2 separate regions of the Mus musculus genome follow, and region 1 is linked to region 2. A link is a contact called in public promoter capture Hi-C data. All regions are on one chromosome and are shown on one strand. The core of a region is the stretch at or near the end of the contact, and the rest is flanking DNA. Distances in the headings are between cores, read along the strand shown. Region 1 has its middle 130 kb from the start of Gm38407. Region 2 holds the start of Sdc1 (syndecan 1).

Region 1 (7,463 bases), core at 4,533-7,032, 1.8 Mb after region 2:
TTCTGTGAAAACTCTCGCCTGATTTTCCATTCTGTCTCCAGTTGTCAGCTGTGTGTTGACAATACAGCAGAGGATTCCAGGACCCTGGAATTGGGAGATCTACAAGTGGAAAGACACTGGGTCCTGAATCCCTGTGTGAAAGGCTACCTGCCAAATCCCCACACTGAAAATCATTTGAGTGAGTAAATAAAACTATTTTATGAAGCTACTGAGGTCCGGGGCTTATTTGCTAGAGCCATAATCAATGACATATTGGAAAATGTTTAACAAGCAGCACTCTGAAAAACAGGCTCTGACTTGTAACATTTGCCAATTTCCATAGTGTAAATATTCCTATCTTGGCCAACTTCAAGTTACTAATGTGACGTTATTGAATACAGTTGCAAGGAGATTTGCCCAATTAGTTCTCATGAGCCAGTGAGAGCTAACTGTGGGATAGCATACTTGTGACAATCATTCCTTAACCTCTGTTGCCAGCAAATATGATCTTTTTTTGTTGTTATGGTTGTGATGTTAACTAGAGTCAGTTGGACCCAACTATAAACTGGTTCCTAACTGGTGGAACCTAGACGATATCTTGCTTACTTGTTTGGCATACTGAAGGGAAAGAAAGAGGAAAGAAGGAAAGAAAATCTCACTATAACTTGAATTCTTATGGTTTGCTATGCTTATGTTCTTATTTTGGTTTGATCCTTGTGTTTTATGTTTCTTTGTCTTATTATATAGAAGCCAGCATTACAAAAGAACTGAATTCTAAGTTTGTCTCGTCTACTCTGTGTTCTCAGGAAACAGAGATTAAAACTTTCTTCTATGTATTTCTCTCAGAAAAAAAAAAACTCAAAATTTTACTCCTAAATGGAAATACAAACATATGAATATATTCTAGAGTTTTACGATACTGAGGCAATAATCAACTAATACTTCTTGTTCTTAGAGGTCAGCCTTTAGTTTTTCTTCTTTCTCTACCTTTCCTCCCAGAATTAAAAGTGGCTATAGAGAAGTATATACAAGGTTTGTATGAAAGGCAATTACATCAGCTTTCTGGTGTACAGAGCATTGTAAGATAATAAATCTATTTCTAAATAAATATTTCACATATTTTACATAAAACAAATTATCTCCCTAGATCAGTAATTTCCTTTTTAAACTACAGTTAGTTGCAGGACATTCAAAATCTAGTCTGGTCAACTTCAATGGGCACTTCTATTTTGCACATTTATGTCGAAGAATATTTGCCATGGATTTTTTTTTTCTTCATACAGAGATCACCCTGGAAGAAACCTATTCTACTTGTTCAATTTCAATTGCTCGGCATCTGTCAAGTCTGTGGCCATGATCTATCTTGTGTTTAAGAAGAGAGAGCAAATTTTCAAGGCTAGATATTGAAAGGATTGCCCTTTCCCACAGAAATCCTGTCTTGTATTCAGGATGCTCAGGGTTTCTCCAGAAGGATGTGAAAGAAAAGTGAACACGTAGCCTACTTTGGACTGAGGTGAACACAAGCTTTCTCTAGATCTTAGCCTTGGGGAGCCAGAAGAGCTTCGAGTGAGTAGCAAAGAATGGGTGCTGAGTACCCCACACTGGAGAAGACAGAGATACACATGTGGCTCATTTACTGCTCATACTGTCTTTATGAGAGGGATGCCATTGTTGCTAGCTTCAAAATGAAAACACTGAGATTAAAAAAACATGTATGTCAGTGGTGGTCACAAAACATAAAGTGCTGAGCAGGTATTTCAATGCTGTTAAAATCAAGTTTCATATAAAGCTAAAGAATTTGAATTAAAACACGATTTTAAGGAAAGGAGAAAAATTTTTATTTGTTCAAATAATTGTAAATAAATAAGTGATACGTGACCATGTAAATGGAAACATATTCTGGTAGGAAAAGATATTGAAGATATTCTCCCTAATTTATACTGTAGAGATAAAATAACTTTAAAAAATAGTTAACCAAAACTCTGATAATGTCAATTATTTTAAATGATTCTGTGTCACTATTATTCAGTATAGTTCTCCTTTTTTAATTATAATTTTCTTTTCCTCTTTGCAGCCCTAAGGATTGAGTCCAGGACTTGAACATGGTAGAAAAATCTTTTGCAACTGAGCCACATCATTGATCTTTCTAGTTTTCTTTAAATAGCCAAGTCATTTGGAGAGTTGAATATATTATCACTGACACACTCTGATCAGCACAAATTTTATAAGCTACATTGTATTTGAACACCATTATAGGTATACATTCATGTACATGATATCACTTCATTAATTTCAGAGAAAAAATAGTTATGTATGAATATTTTTGATCAATTATAACAATGAAGAGAGAAGAACGCCTAGGAAGCCCAGGGAAAAGTGTTAGTCACACGGCTAATAGACATGGGGCTTAGATATGAGGTGAAACACATCTGGTCCCCATACGCGTTCTCTGTCCTAGAACCCGTTTCCCAAGCATGTCAACATGGTCATTGTCCTGACAATTTTCTCAACACACAACAACATGTGACCATGTGACCATTTCCCTAATGCTGCCAGTGAACAGTAAAGCCTTCTGTCCTCATGTTCAACTCAAGTTAAAAGCCTCCAGCACATCTGTTCCAGCACTGACTGCCACATTCCTCGTTTCTTGATGCCCTTCCTCCTCGGTGGAGTTTGCTTAGAATCCCATCAAAACCTTAATTCTGAACTACTTGGTCTTATCATATAAAAATATAGTTTTCTGAATCAAATTATTGCTTGTAATCGTAATTACTCTGATTAATTTTATTTTGAATTCTTTAAATGGTTTAACATGAAGAAATTATATAGATGTATGTAACAGATTTTATATATATATATATATAATCTGTTACAGTGATCTATTAAATAGACAAGAGACCAAGAAAAAATGTATGTACCCAAAAGCTCAATAAAAGAAAACGCTGAGCCAATATATTGCATAGTTATAGATAAACCCTCGGCTATGAAGTCATCAAAAGTACTAACATTCCATGTTAGCATTATGATCTAGTCCTGGTAAAGTCCATGACAATTGAGTACTCTCTATGTACCAGAAATTAAGCATAGAAGTTGCTAAATGGAATTTATGTACAGAATGGAAATGTTTAGGCAGCCACAGCAGACTGCCTAGGAAAATACAGGAATGAATCAGAATGATTCATTTCAATCAGAGATCAGAGAGACTGTAAGGCTCTGACATAGGTCTTCTGCATATAATATGGCTGATCATCTTGGGATCTGTTTAGGAATCCTAACAGCAGGAGTGGGGACTATCACTGACTCTTTTGCCCACTTATGGGACCATTCTCCTCCCACTCAGTTGCCTCATGCAGTCTTGATAGGTTGGTATGTGCCTGGTCTTATTTATTGTACCTGTGCAATACCTGTGTATGTTGGTTGACGTCCTTGGGAGGCCTGCTCCTTTCTGAGGGGAGGTGGAGGTAGAGTGGTTAGGGGAGAGGGGAGGTAGGGGGAGAGACTTGGGGGGGCAGGGAAGGGAAATTGCATTTAGGGTGTAATAGTTGAGAGACGAATAGAAAGAAAACAAAACAAACCTTGAATTTTTAGGCTTGGTCTGTAGTCTCCTAAACTGATGGATGAAAGTTCACTGGGTTTGGCTACTACAAGTTCAGTGTAGGAGATCCTGAGCACAAGGCACAGGGCATGCATACATAGACCCAGGTATCCCCGATGCAGATAGATCTGATGCTTTCTGGGGATAAGGATTTGAAGCCATCGGAACATTGGAGCTGAAACCACACATGGAAAATACAGGACAGAAGAGACTTGAGCACGCTGAGGGGTGCGGGCGGGAAGACAATATTTAAGTGTCAAGGGAGGAAATAATTATCTTAGAGAAGAATTTTTTAAAGAAATAATAAAAGAGAGAGGGGGGAAAAAGGATTCTTAGACATGCATTTTTCTTTGGCCACTCAACAGATGCTAAAAATTTACATCTTCACAGTGTGGGGCACTACATCTGTGCGCCTCTAGAGGGCGCTGTCTACGTAGCAAGCAGTGTGAATGACTCCTTCAGGAGCCTTGCAGTTCTCTGCTTCCCCAGCCTTTCCCTCCACCCAGGGCTCAATACAATGAAGTTTTCCTCGATCCACATTGATAACATTTTTTCTTCCCACTGTTCTACTCTCACCTCAGCATTCTCTTCCTCTTTAACCCTGGGTTTTCTTTGTGCCTTCTGTGTATCATGAAAGTAAAGGCCCCTTTAAAGCTGCGCATGCACTCCAGTCCCCCACACAGTGTGTACAGAAACAGATGAGAAATGAAATGTCAATAAACCCCGCAGAGGCATTTCCACGGAGGTGTTTTGCCAATTCATCTGGGATTTGCCTCGACTGTGAGATATTCCATCTACTGCAGTGATAAAATGTTCAAAGGTATCATCAAACAGCGAACTCTGAACGTGCTCTATATGAAAAGATGTTCCATTAAAGATGCAGCCCTAATGCACAGTGTAAAATGCTTGTAGCTTTTATTATGTCCTAGATGGAAAACATGTTTTACTGCATACCAGAGTAACAGACGTCAACTCACTTTTCAAATTGGGAACAGCTTTTCATTTTGTTCTGTTCAACAATTCCTGGGTCCTAAATCAACCCTTCCCACTCTCCATCCTACCGCCCACCATCCTGAATTTGCCTCTGCTCCAACAAAACAATGTCACACGTTGCTTCTTCAAAAGGCAGAGGAAGTGGGCAGCAGGAGACAGAAGGAGGGTTTTTTAGAGATAGAAGCCTATCGTGGTCTCTCCTTTCAGTCAGTTACAGTGAAAGAGAGGAACGGGAAGGTGAAATATTTACTGCTTCAATATTGCCGATTGAACGCAATCCACAGGAAACGCAGATGTCCAGAGAAGTAGATCAGAGAGGGGAAACTGTGTGGCTGCCTAGCCAAATTTTCTAGGCGCCCCTAAAAGGAAAGAAAGTGGGAAAATGACCATCTGCAGTGCTGTTAAATCCCAGCATGGAAACAGCATCCGTCATGAGCTTCTTCCAAGTGCTACTTTTTATTTTCTGATGACTAGTTCAAGTTCATTCCTTGTAAAGTTTAAATGTGTTTGAAGGCTTAATTAAGATTTCAGGGGTATAGTAATTCTGATATAAAAGTTTGTGTGGAGTATTAAGCAAATTGGTGGCCTTTTACTTCTTGGAGGGAAAAATATCAAATATAATTTGATTTCATAATTGAACACAAATGTTGAAACAAATGTAATTAATACAAGTTAGGCATGAAATCAATGGTGTCTAAGATGGGTATAACAGAAACACTCCTGCCCTGAGAGGTATCTACTTGTGAGAGAGATGGTCTGGGTTTAATTTTACAGGACAGCTAGATTTTTGCCCTGAATATAATTATTGAGATTATGGGGCCTGAATTCTAATCCTGCCTCCCAATCTGAGTGAGTCTGTAACTTTCCTAGTTTCAGGAAAAACTTTCCCAGGTAGAAAACGAGGTGATATATAACGCATCCTCTCCTCGACAAAGCTATTACAACAGAAGTGAGGAAAATCTGTGAGAAGAACATTAACCTCTTCAGAGGGAAAAAAAAAAAGTGCACGAGAACGAAATATTTTTTGAACAATGTATAATTTTTTCCTTCCTCTCTCTCTCAGATAGCCAAGTTTAAAGTCAGCGGTGCCCATTTAAAAAGAAAAATCGCAGAAACATGGGGAGAAATTTGGAATCAATTTATTTAAAGCCATGTTCTTCACAGCTGTTGTTCATTAGGGAACTTTTATTGACGTGTCCAGAAATCGTTCCTAGTAGTTTAGACACGCGGGGGCTTTGAGCCCTATGAAGTACAGCAAATTGCAGATGAATTGCTCCAGAAGTGTAGGCACTTTTTTTGGGAAAAAAATGCTTTGTAAAATAGAATATTCTCAAGGGATTGACTAGTGGGGGCAGGGAAGCATGCATTGACACGTTGACTACCCTTGACCTTCTGGAATCTACATCAAAACTTCTGCAACAGTAGCTGGGAAGGACAGGAACTCAGTGTGCAAAAAAGAAAACCCTTTGAATACAAAGGATCTCAAACCAAATGAAGTAAGAATAATCAGTCTATAACAAGATACTACTTGCTTTTAGGAACCTGTTTACTTCATGTAGCGCACCCTGTTGGAGCACTACAAACCTTCTAGTTTTTAGCAAGAATAAGGGTTTTCTGGGTCGGTTTAGTTAAACAACAACAACTAAAGAAGAAGAGAAGGAGGAAGAGCAAGAGGAGGAGGAAGAAGAATAAAGACAAATCGAGAGAGCAAGATTTGAAAGCTAGAATTTTTTGCTCACATTTTTCTTTATTTTTACATTTCCTAAGTATATATCGAGCTACTGTTTGCTGGGCACCATGTTAAGTTGTTAGTAAGCTATATAGCACTAGTAAATTATCAGAGTGGGGCAGATGACAGTACAGTATAGGAAAGTTTAGACAAGTGTAGGAACATGTCTCATGAGACCACAGTGATAGAAGATAGTAGAAAGAGTGTGAGATAGATTATTATCAAAGGAAGACTTCCCAGGGAACTGGAGTACTAAAATGGAATCTTAAGGGGGGAAAAAAAGGAAAGTGGCCATATAGATATTAGAATGAATGCATCCTCCAGGTGGGGAAGGAATGTAGGGAAATAGACCAACACTAGACGAAATTAGTGTGGGAGGGTCCAGAGGGTGGTGGTGGATCAAAGTAGTTCTTCCTGGAGCATGGCTTGTCTGGGAGGATCGGAGGTTGGAGTGGTGTGTGAGAGAGGAAGTAGCATGAAGGAAATATAAGAGACCAAGAGGATACTTTCATTCCAATATCTGTATGCCCTCTTTCTACTGACTGACAATTCTTCTGGCCATGCTGTCAGACTCCTACAAGTTGACATATGCCACTCTTCCAGTACTACAAAAATGCCCTATTCATTTACTTGGGTTCTCTACAAAGGATAGCTGTGTGTCAGCTTTACCACCTTTTAGAGTCTAGATTCTTGATCCATCTATTTATCAGAAGTGTTCTCTCATTCACTATCGCTATTTCCTCACCTACATCTCCATAGCTAATGATTTACCCCTGATTTATTGACAGATTTTAAGCCACTATACATCAGCATATCTTCCCACATCCCAAGCTTCCAGAGCTGTCTCCTCCACCAACCAACTGCACAGAAGAATGGTTTTTACTTCTGAAGGCATCATCTGCTTCATCTCATCCCTACCTGGGTACCTCTTTACCTGGCAGTATATCTACCACGTGGCAAGAGTCCTCAATAACAATTCTTGCTCTCCTGATGTATCACATTTGCCTATCAGTGTCTTGGTTCTCATCAACTTACAACTACACTTTCATATCTCCACCTTGAAATGAAACTCTCCAAACTATCTTTTATCTGGAGCCCATCAATGTAACACTCATATGTGTTCCAGGTAGTAAAAATCTTGTTTTCTCCACCATTTTGTTCATCTCA
Region 2 (7,130 bases), core at 4,288-6,787:
TCTATTGTTACTGTGTGAAGGGAGGATGTGTGGACAGAGGACAGTTCTGTAAGTTGATTCTCCCCTTCCACCTTTGGGTGGGTTCCAGGGAGCCAAGTGCGGTGGTTTATCAAGCTTGTACAAGAGCACATTGTTCCGGCTAAGGCACCTCAATGGCCTAGTTAGGGAACCATCTGAGAAAGGGATGGAGAACAGGCTGAGAGGCGACCAGAGATGCTCTTCCTAACCAGGTAGCAACAAAAAGCTTCAGCAAGATGTTTTATGATGGGAATGATGAGGAAACTCACACCACAGCTCCCGTAACTTGATCTGAGTCCAACCGAGAGGACATAAAATGTCCATCCATATCAAGGCCTAGAAAAGAATGTCAAAGAATGGTCAGGCTACATTGACTGACTAGATTATTCAGTGGGAAAGTTGATCTCTACAAGCCTGATAACTTGAGATTGATCCCCAGGTCTCACATGGCTGAAGGGGAAAACCAACTCTTGAATGTTGCCTTCCAATCTCCACACATGCACTATGGCACGGGTCTCCTGTTCTCCATAAATATTCAAAAGAAGGAATGCCAGTTTTCCTGACTGCCACTGGGACTATGCATGGTTACGGGCCTTTTGGGGACTGTTTTGTTTAGAGAAATTGCTTAGAATGATTTATAAGAAATTTGAAGATATTTGTATTATAATCCAGGGATTGAATTTCTAGATTTGCCCTCACATACACACTTGAGGGAACAGACAAGGATTCTCTTCAGAGCATAGTGATCGAATACTTGCCTGGCATATTCTGCCCTCAGTATCATGGACAAAGAAAGGAACAAACAACAACAATAAAAAATAACAATGACAAGGAACTGACAGTGGTAGTAAATAACATCTTAAAACCAAGAGCCCAGCAACAGCCAGAAACAACAGAATGTCCATGGATACACTGTGGCATTTTTATTTCACAACAATGAGGCAGATTATAATACTGCAATTAAAGTACATGAATCAGGGCTACAAGTGTCAACATGAGTTAACTCTTAGAGCAGAACACAAACTGGGAGAACCCAGTTGTGTCTGGGTATTAGTCAGGGGCCCCCGGAGAAGCAGAACTAACAGGATATATGTATAAGCAAGGACATTTACTATGGGAATTGGCGCTTGAGATGATCTAGGCAGAGAAGGCCCACAGTCTCTTGCCTGCATGCTGCAGACAAAAGATTAAGATGTTACAATTCACTTGGAGTTCAAGAGCCAGACATTCCAATGACCAAGGATGGGGCAGAATGCATGTCTAGTTCCAGCAGAGAGTGAGAGCAAGAGCGAGAGCGAGAGCGAGCGAGCGAGCGAGCAAGAGAGAGAGAGAGAGAGAGAGAGAGAGAGAGAGAGAGCTTGTCTCTTCTTGGTACCTCTAGATATTCAAACTCACCAGATGGAGTGATGTCCACCCCTATTGGTGGGAGTGACTAGTCTTTCCTCTGTCTTCTGACTCAGATGCTTAGCTAGCTCTTTAGGACCCACCCTCACACCTGCAAATAATACTTTATTTGCTCTCTTAGTACCTTTAACCCAGTGGAGTTGACATGAGAAATTAACTACCATAATTTATAATATTTCATTTCATAAATGAAAAGTAAAATAAATTAAAAAATAGAAAGGTTTGAGCATGATGGCCCAGTGGGTAAAGGCCAGTGGCTCCAACGCAAGTCCTGACAAATGGTAACGGGCCTGTTCTTCAGGCTTGAGGGAAGTTTATTGATTGAGGCTAAAAGCAACCCAAAGGCTCCACTTGCCTAGTGTGAAGCCCTGGATGTGCTCTCCCACACTGCATGTCCCACCTGTGGTGTCAGCACCTGGGAAGCTGAGGATGATGGGGAGTCCAAGGTCATTAGCTACATAGTATAGGCTAGCCTGGGGTACATGGGTCACAAAAAAGAAAAAAAAATAAGCACATTGTAATCCCAGCACTTGACAGACCAATGGGGGGGGGATTGCTGTGAGTTTAAGACAGCCTGGCCTACAAAGAAAAACCCTACCCAAACCCAAGAAAAATGAAACCAGTAATATAAATAGCTATTTTCATTTTAAATGCTCTAAAGACACAGCGTTAACACAAAAGCTCTCGTCTGTGGTTCCTATTCCCTCCTTCTCCCCCAGGTCTTCTTTAATGTATACTTTTTGTTTGCTTATTTGCTTGTTTTGGATTTTGGCTTTTAAAGACAGGGTCTCACTATGTAGCTCCAACTATTTGGGAACTCACTATGTAGACCAGGCTAGCCAGGGACTTATAGAGATCTACCTACCACTGCCTCCCAAGTGCTGAGACTAAAGGCATGTGACACTTTGCTTGGTTATTACAAACATTTTAAAAGAACATTTTGAACATTAATAGATGTATGTATATATATCACTCTATGTAGTATATATGTTAGACATTTTTCACTTGAGATACATATTTCATCTCAAAATAAGTTTTTTGTTTTTTTTTCTTCTTTTTAAATTTATTTTATTTTTTTTTTATTTATTTTATTATTATATGTAAGTACACTGTAGCTGTCTTCAGACACACCAGAAGAGGGAGTCAGATCTTGTTACGGATGGTTGTGAGCCACCATGTGGTTGCTGGGATTCGAACTCTGGACCTTCGGAAGAGCAGTCGGGTGCTCTTACCCACTGAGCCATCTCACCAGCCCCTTAAATTTATTTTTATCTTATGTCCATTGGTGTTTTGCCTGCATGTATGTGTAAAAGTGTCAGAAACTGAAGTTACAGACTGTTGTGAGCTACCATTGTTGTGGGTGCTGGGACTTGAACCTGGGTCCTCTGGAAGAGCAGTCATTATTCTTAACCACTGAGCCATCTCTCTAGCCCTCGTTTTTTAGTTTTTTTTTTTGTTTTGTTTTGTTTTTTGTTTTTTTAAGATTTTCTTATTTATTATATGTAAGTACACTGTAGCTGTCTTCAGACACTCCAGAAGAGGGCGCCAGATCTCGTTATGGATGGTTGTGAGCCACCATGTGGTTGCTGGGAATTGAACTCCAGACCTTTGGAAGAGCAGTCAGTGCTCTTAACTGCTGAGCCATCTCTCCAGCCCCGTTTTTTAGGTTTTTGAAGACAGGGTTTCCTGTGTAGCTCTAGCTGTCCAGGAACTAGCTCTGTAGACCAGGTTGGCCTCAAATTTAGAGATTTGCCTGTCTCTCTGCCTCTCGAGAGCTGGGATTAAAAGTGTGCAGCCCAACAATCTACTCAAAGTAGGTTTTGAAAAAGCTTTCCATATTAGGAGTTAACTAGCTTCATTTCAGAAATACTGCATGGAATTCAAATGTGGGACCATTCATAGCTACTTTGGTTTTCCTTCAGTGACAGGCATTCGGCATGCCTATTAGGGAAGTCAAATGGCCTGGAGAAGTCATCCTGGGTGAGAGGGCTAATGCATTTTCAGCTTGACAGACACTGTCAACCTATGCAGACAGTCTGCTCCAGCTCAGATGTCAATTGCATGCAGACCTGCAGTCAGACGCTAAGCTCCCTACCTACTCTCCATCAGCTTAGATGTAAGGGGTGCTGGAACAAAGGCTCTCTCTCTCTCTCTCTCTCTCTCTCTCTCTCTCTCTCTTTCTTAGAATTAGTATTCTATTTTATTTTATGTAAATTGGTACTTCACTTACATGTATGTCCGTGTGAGGATGTTGTATCCTCTGGTACTGGAGTTATAGACAGCTGTAAGTCGCCATACAGGTGCTGGGAATTGAACCCTGATCCTCTGGAAGAATAGTCAGTGCTCTTAACCCCTGAGCCATCTCTCCAACCTCTTGCATATTGAGGACAGGGAGGAATCACAAGCCATGTAGGGTGCCTGGGCTCTGAGGTCAACAGGACCATAGCCTCCTTTCTTTATGTGCCTTTCTTGGGGTCTCCCTATAGGAGTCGTCTTCGTTGCCTCTTTACTGTCTCATTGATCTGGGCTAAACTTATGCAGTTGGAAGGAAAGATCAAGCTGGTCATGTTTAAAACATGAAACAGCCTCATCAGTCCCTTCCTGTTCCCGTCTCCCCCCCCCCCTCCCGCCCCCATTTTGAGAGGACAGGAAGGTAAAATACCAAAGTGTCCTATTTTCCTCCAAATATCAGGCTCAAAGGACTGAAGAGCTGACTTCAGATCCCAAAGCCACTGTGTTAGGAGGCACCTGCTTTTTAGGTCCTAAGCCTTCCTGAGCCTTGCTATTGGGTATTCTTTACCAAGACCCTCAAGGATCTAGGCAAGAACTGGGCAGGATCTGTATGTAGCCCATAGTTAGACCTAGGGCAGCTGAGACGCCAAAAGGGAGAGTTTCCTGAGGACAAAAGTGTTCAAACACAACTGGGTGCTGGTTGTTGGGCTACTGCTGGAGGTGTGGTGTGTGTAAAGGAGGCTGTTGAATTCCCAGAAGGCTGGTTCCACAGTGTAGAGTCTACACTGGGGACTTCCCGAGACGCTGAGCCTCAGATCTAGCTTCTCAGTCCAGGCCAGCTGATGTGGGGCTGAGGAACAAGGATGGATGCCATCTATGGCCCCTGCCTTGCAGGTGCAAAGGGCCTTTGGCACCATCTACAGATTGAGGGCAAGACAGGGCTGGTTCTTCCTCCTTGCTCTCGCTGCTATCTGCCTCGCCTGTAGGCTCTCTGGGCTCCTTTTTGGACTGACACGTCTGAAGGACGTTGGAAACTGTGAGGTCCAGGCCCCATAGAGAATCATGAAGGAACAGGAATTCAACTGGAGCTCCGCAGCTGGTTAGGCCTGCGGTCACCTGGAAACAAAGAGGCCATTTATTTTTTCCTTTGGTCTTGGACAAGGAAGAGAAGGGGCTTTCTATAAATAGAAAGACAGCAAAAAAGAAAATAATAATAATAATAATAATAATAATAATAATAAAAACAATAACAAAGCCAGCTCTTCCAGACAGTGCTCATGTCTTTAAAGGTCTTTAAAGGTCTGGAGTTCCCAGCAATTAAGTAAAGGACCAAGACCTCAGGGGTCCCCTATCCTCAGCCCGTGGGGAGGTGGGAACCATACATCGATCCCTCGGTTTATATATAGCCTCATCGCTGTGGGGCTCCGAGGTTGCCCCCAAAATCTTGCTCACCTGGAGGACCCCTGGGTGTCCTCGCCCAGAGGGCGCTGCAGCCTCGCACGTAGAGAACTAACAATCGCCCTTCTCCAGGGCAGTGCCTCCGGACTCCGGACCAGGACATAGTAGCGAGTGCACCTGGGTCTCCGTCAGCTACGCATCAAGGAAGGTGCGACGCGGGAATTACAGATTGCCGGCACTCACCAGTGCTCAGGGGAGGAAGGTGGGACTCAGACCTGCAAGAGCTGAAGAGTGGGGTGGGCTTCGATCCTAGGAGGCGTGGAAGGGGGTGTGGCTGGATCCCTGGGGGGTGGGGCGCTCCAAGGGGCGGGGCAACCCAGGGGGCGGGGCCCGAGGGGTGGAGATTGGGACTACCCAGGCCCGCGGAGCTGGGGGTGGGCGGCTAGTTTTGCAACTGCAGAGCCTTTGGGTTTATTATAAGGCGGAGCTCCGCGGGAGAGGTGCGGGCCAGAGGAGACAGAGCCTAACGCAGAGGAAGGGACCTGGCAGTCGGGAGCTGACTCCAGCCGGCGAAACCTACAGCCCTCGCTCGAGAGAGCAGCGAGCTGGGCAGGAGCCTGGGACAGCAAAGCGCAGAGCAATCAGCAGAGCCGGCCCGGAGCTCCGTGCAACCGGCAACTCGGATCCACGAAGCCCACCGAGCTCCCGCCGCCGGTCTGGGCAGCATGAGACGCGCGGCGCTCTGGCTCTGGCTCTGCGCGCTGGCGCTGCGCCTGCAGCCTGCCCTCCCGGTGAGTGTGGCCCGGGGCAGGGCTGGGAGGCGGCGGGAAGCCGGGACTCGCCACTCGCCGATGCCATGCAGGCGGCAGCACGTGGAGGGGGAGGGGAGCGGGGACTTCTTCCCGCGCTGCCTGGCGGATCCTGGGATGGTGAGCCCTTTAATGAGGACTCCTGTCCCAATTCCTCTACGGTCCGTGGATGCCAGGAGGCTATCCCAGCTCGTGGTCCGGGCGTCCTGCAGAGTGGAACCTCCATTGGTTCCCCGCTCCCAATTAAGTAAAACGACTCCACATGGGTCTGAGTCCGCCGGCCTTAGGCGCTCCGCCGGCCTTAGGCGCCGCTTGGAGTTGCTCTCTCCCGTTGCTGTCTTGCTGGCCATCTCAGCGGCCTGGCCTCCGCCAGTGTCCCGGAGGGATGCAGTGGCCATGGCCACAACGCCTTTTCCATAGACCCTAATTCAAACCAGACTGCAGGCTGCACCCCCAGCGCCGCGGAGTCCGGGCGCTCGGCCCTTTGCACCGGGGCAAGTTTGGGCACAGCAGAGCCGGCGCGGGAACAGGGGGAAGCTGACGTTCGGGGTGGCGGGAGGGACGGGATTAAGGCTGTTTGTGGGACACAAGAGGGTGGCTCAGGGACCTTCGGTTTTTCTCTGGCTGCCCCAGGTGAGCCGGGCCGAGCTGGCAGCGGGAGGTTCCGGGAAGTTGGCTTCAGAACGCTGAAGACCCTAAGAACCCAACTTTGGGGTCGCTGAAGTTGTGCTGCCCCCGGAGGGCCTCCTCCGCATGGCCCGCGCGGGGGACCCTCCCCGCGAGTGGACCCCGGTACGGCTCTTCCCCTCCCCCGACTCGGCTTTGTGCTGAAGCCGCGCGTAGGGAAGGCGGGTCCCTTGGCCCGCCCAGTAGGGCCGCGGGGAAAGAGGGACGAACGTGGAGCTGGCGACTGGTGGGGGAAAGCTTCTGGGTAGGATGCAGCCATCCACCTTTGGTGGGGGTCGGTCTCTCTAATCAGCGGCTTGGCCGACAAAGAGCTTGGTCGAGGGTACCCCAGAAAGTGCTCTCCCGCCCCAGCCGCCGTCCGCTAGCCCGCCTTCCCCAACGGGGGCGCTTTGTTCTCGGCCCCTGTAACCCTTCCCTGGGAACCGCCCCGCAGCGCTGGTCCTTGACGTGGGCCGGGTCCTGGGTCGCCGCCAGGTGTCAGCGCTGCCCTCCGGGTGTCCACGCCCCTAGCCCCCGCACCCGCTGTGAAGTCCCGGGTGTCCTTTCCACTGGCGGCTTTGCCCAACCCCTGGAAGGCAGAGG

Evidence for each region. Promoter capture Hi-C pulls out the DNA fragments that hold promoters and counts their contacts.
Region 1: a promoter capture Hi-C map of frontonasal cranial neural crest shows a contact between it and region 2. The contact joins the enhancer-like site here to the promoter of Sdc1 in region 2. A contact is called at or near these places in 6 of 39 promoter capture datasets (the 3T3-L1 cell line, cranial neural crest, frontonasal cranial neural crest and 3 more), 1 of 484 Hi-C or Micro-C datasets (the C2C12 cell line) and 2 of 115 datasets of contacts at active chromatin or transcription factors (pancreatic cancer cells and pro-B cells).

The regions. Positions count from the first base shown.
Region 1 is chr12:10,567,814-10,575,276 of GRCm38.p6, forward strand. No RefSeq gene overlaps it. Among named protein-coding and RNA genes, the nearest start is that of Gm38407, 130 kb to the left of the region's middle. Within about 2 kb of position 5,783, at least 18 of the 459 cell types and tissues checked have an H3K27ac peak or open chromatin away from gene starts, as enhancers often do.
Region 2 is chr12:8,765,859-8,772,988 of GRCm38.p6, forward strand. It overlaps Sdc1 (syndecan 1), which reads left to right and starts at 5,538. Exons shown (of 5, transcript NM_011519.2): 1 at 5,538-5,843. The coding sequence starts at 5,778. Gm4755 (a long non-coding RNA gene) reads right to left here and starts at 5,413. Exons shown (of 3, transcript XR_381238.4): 1 at 5,107-5,413; 2 at 3,653-4,770; 3 at 1-354.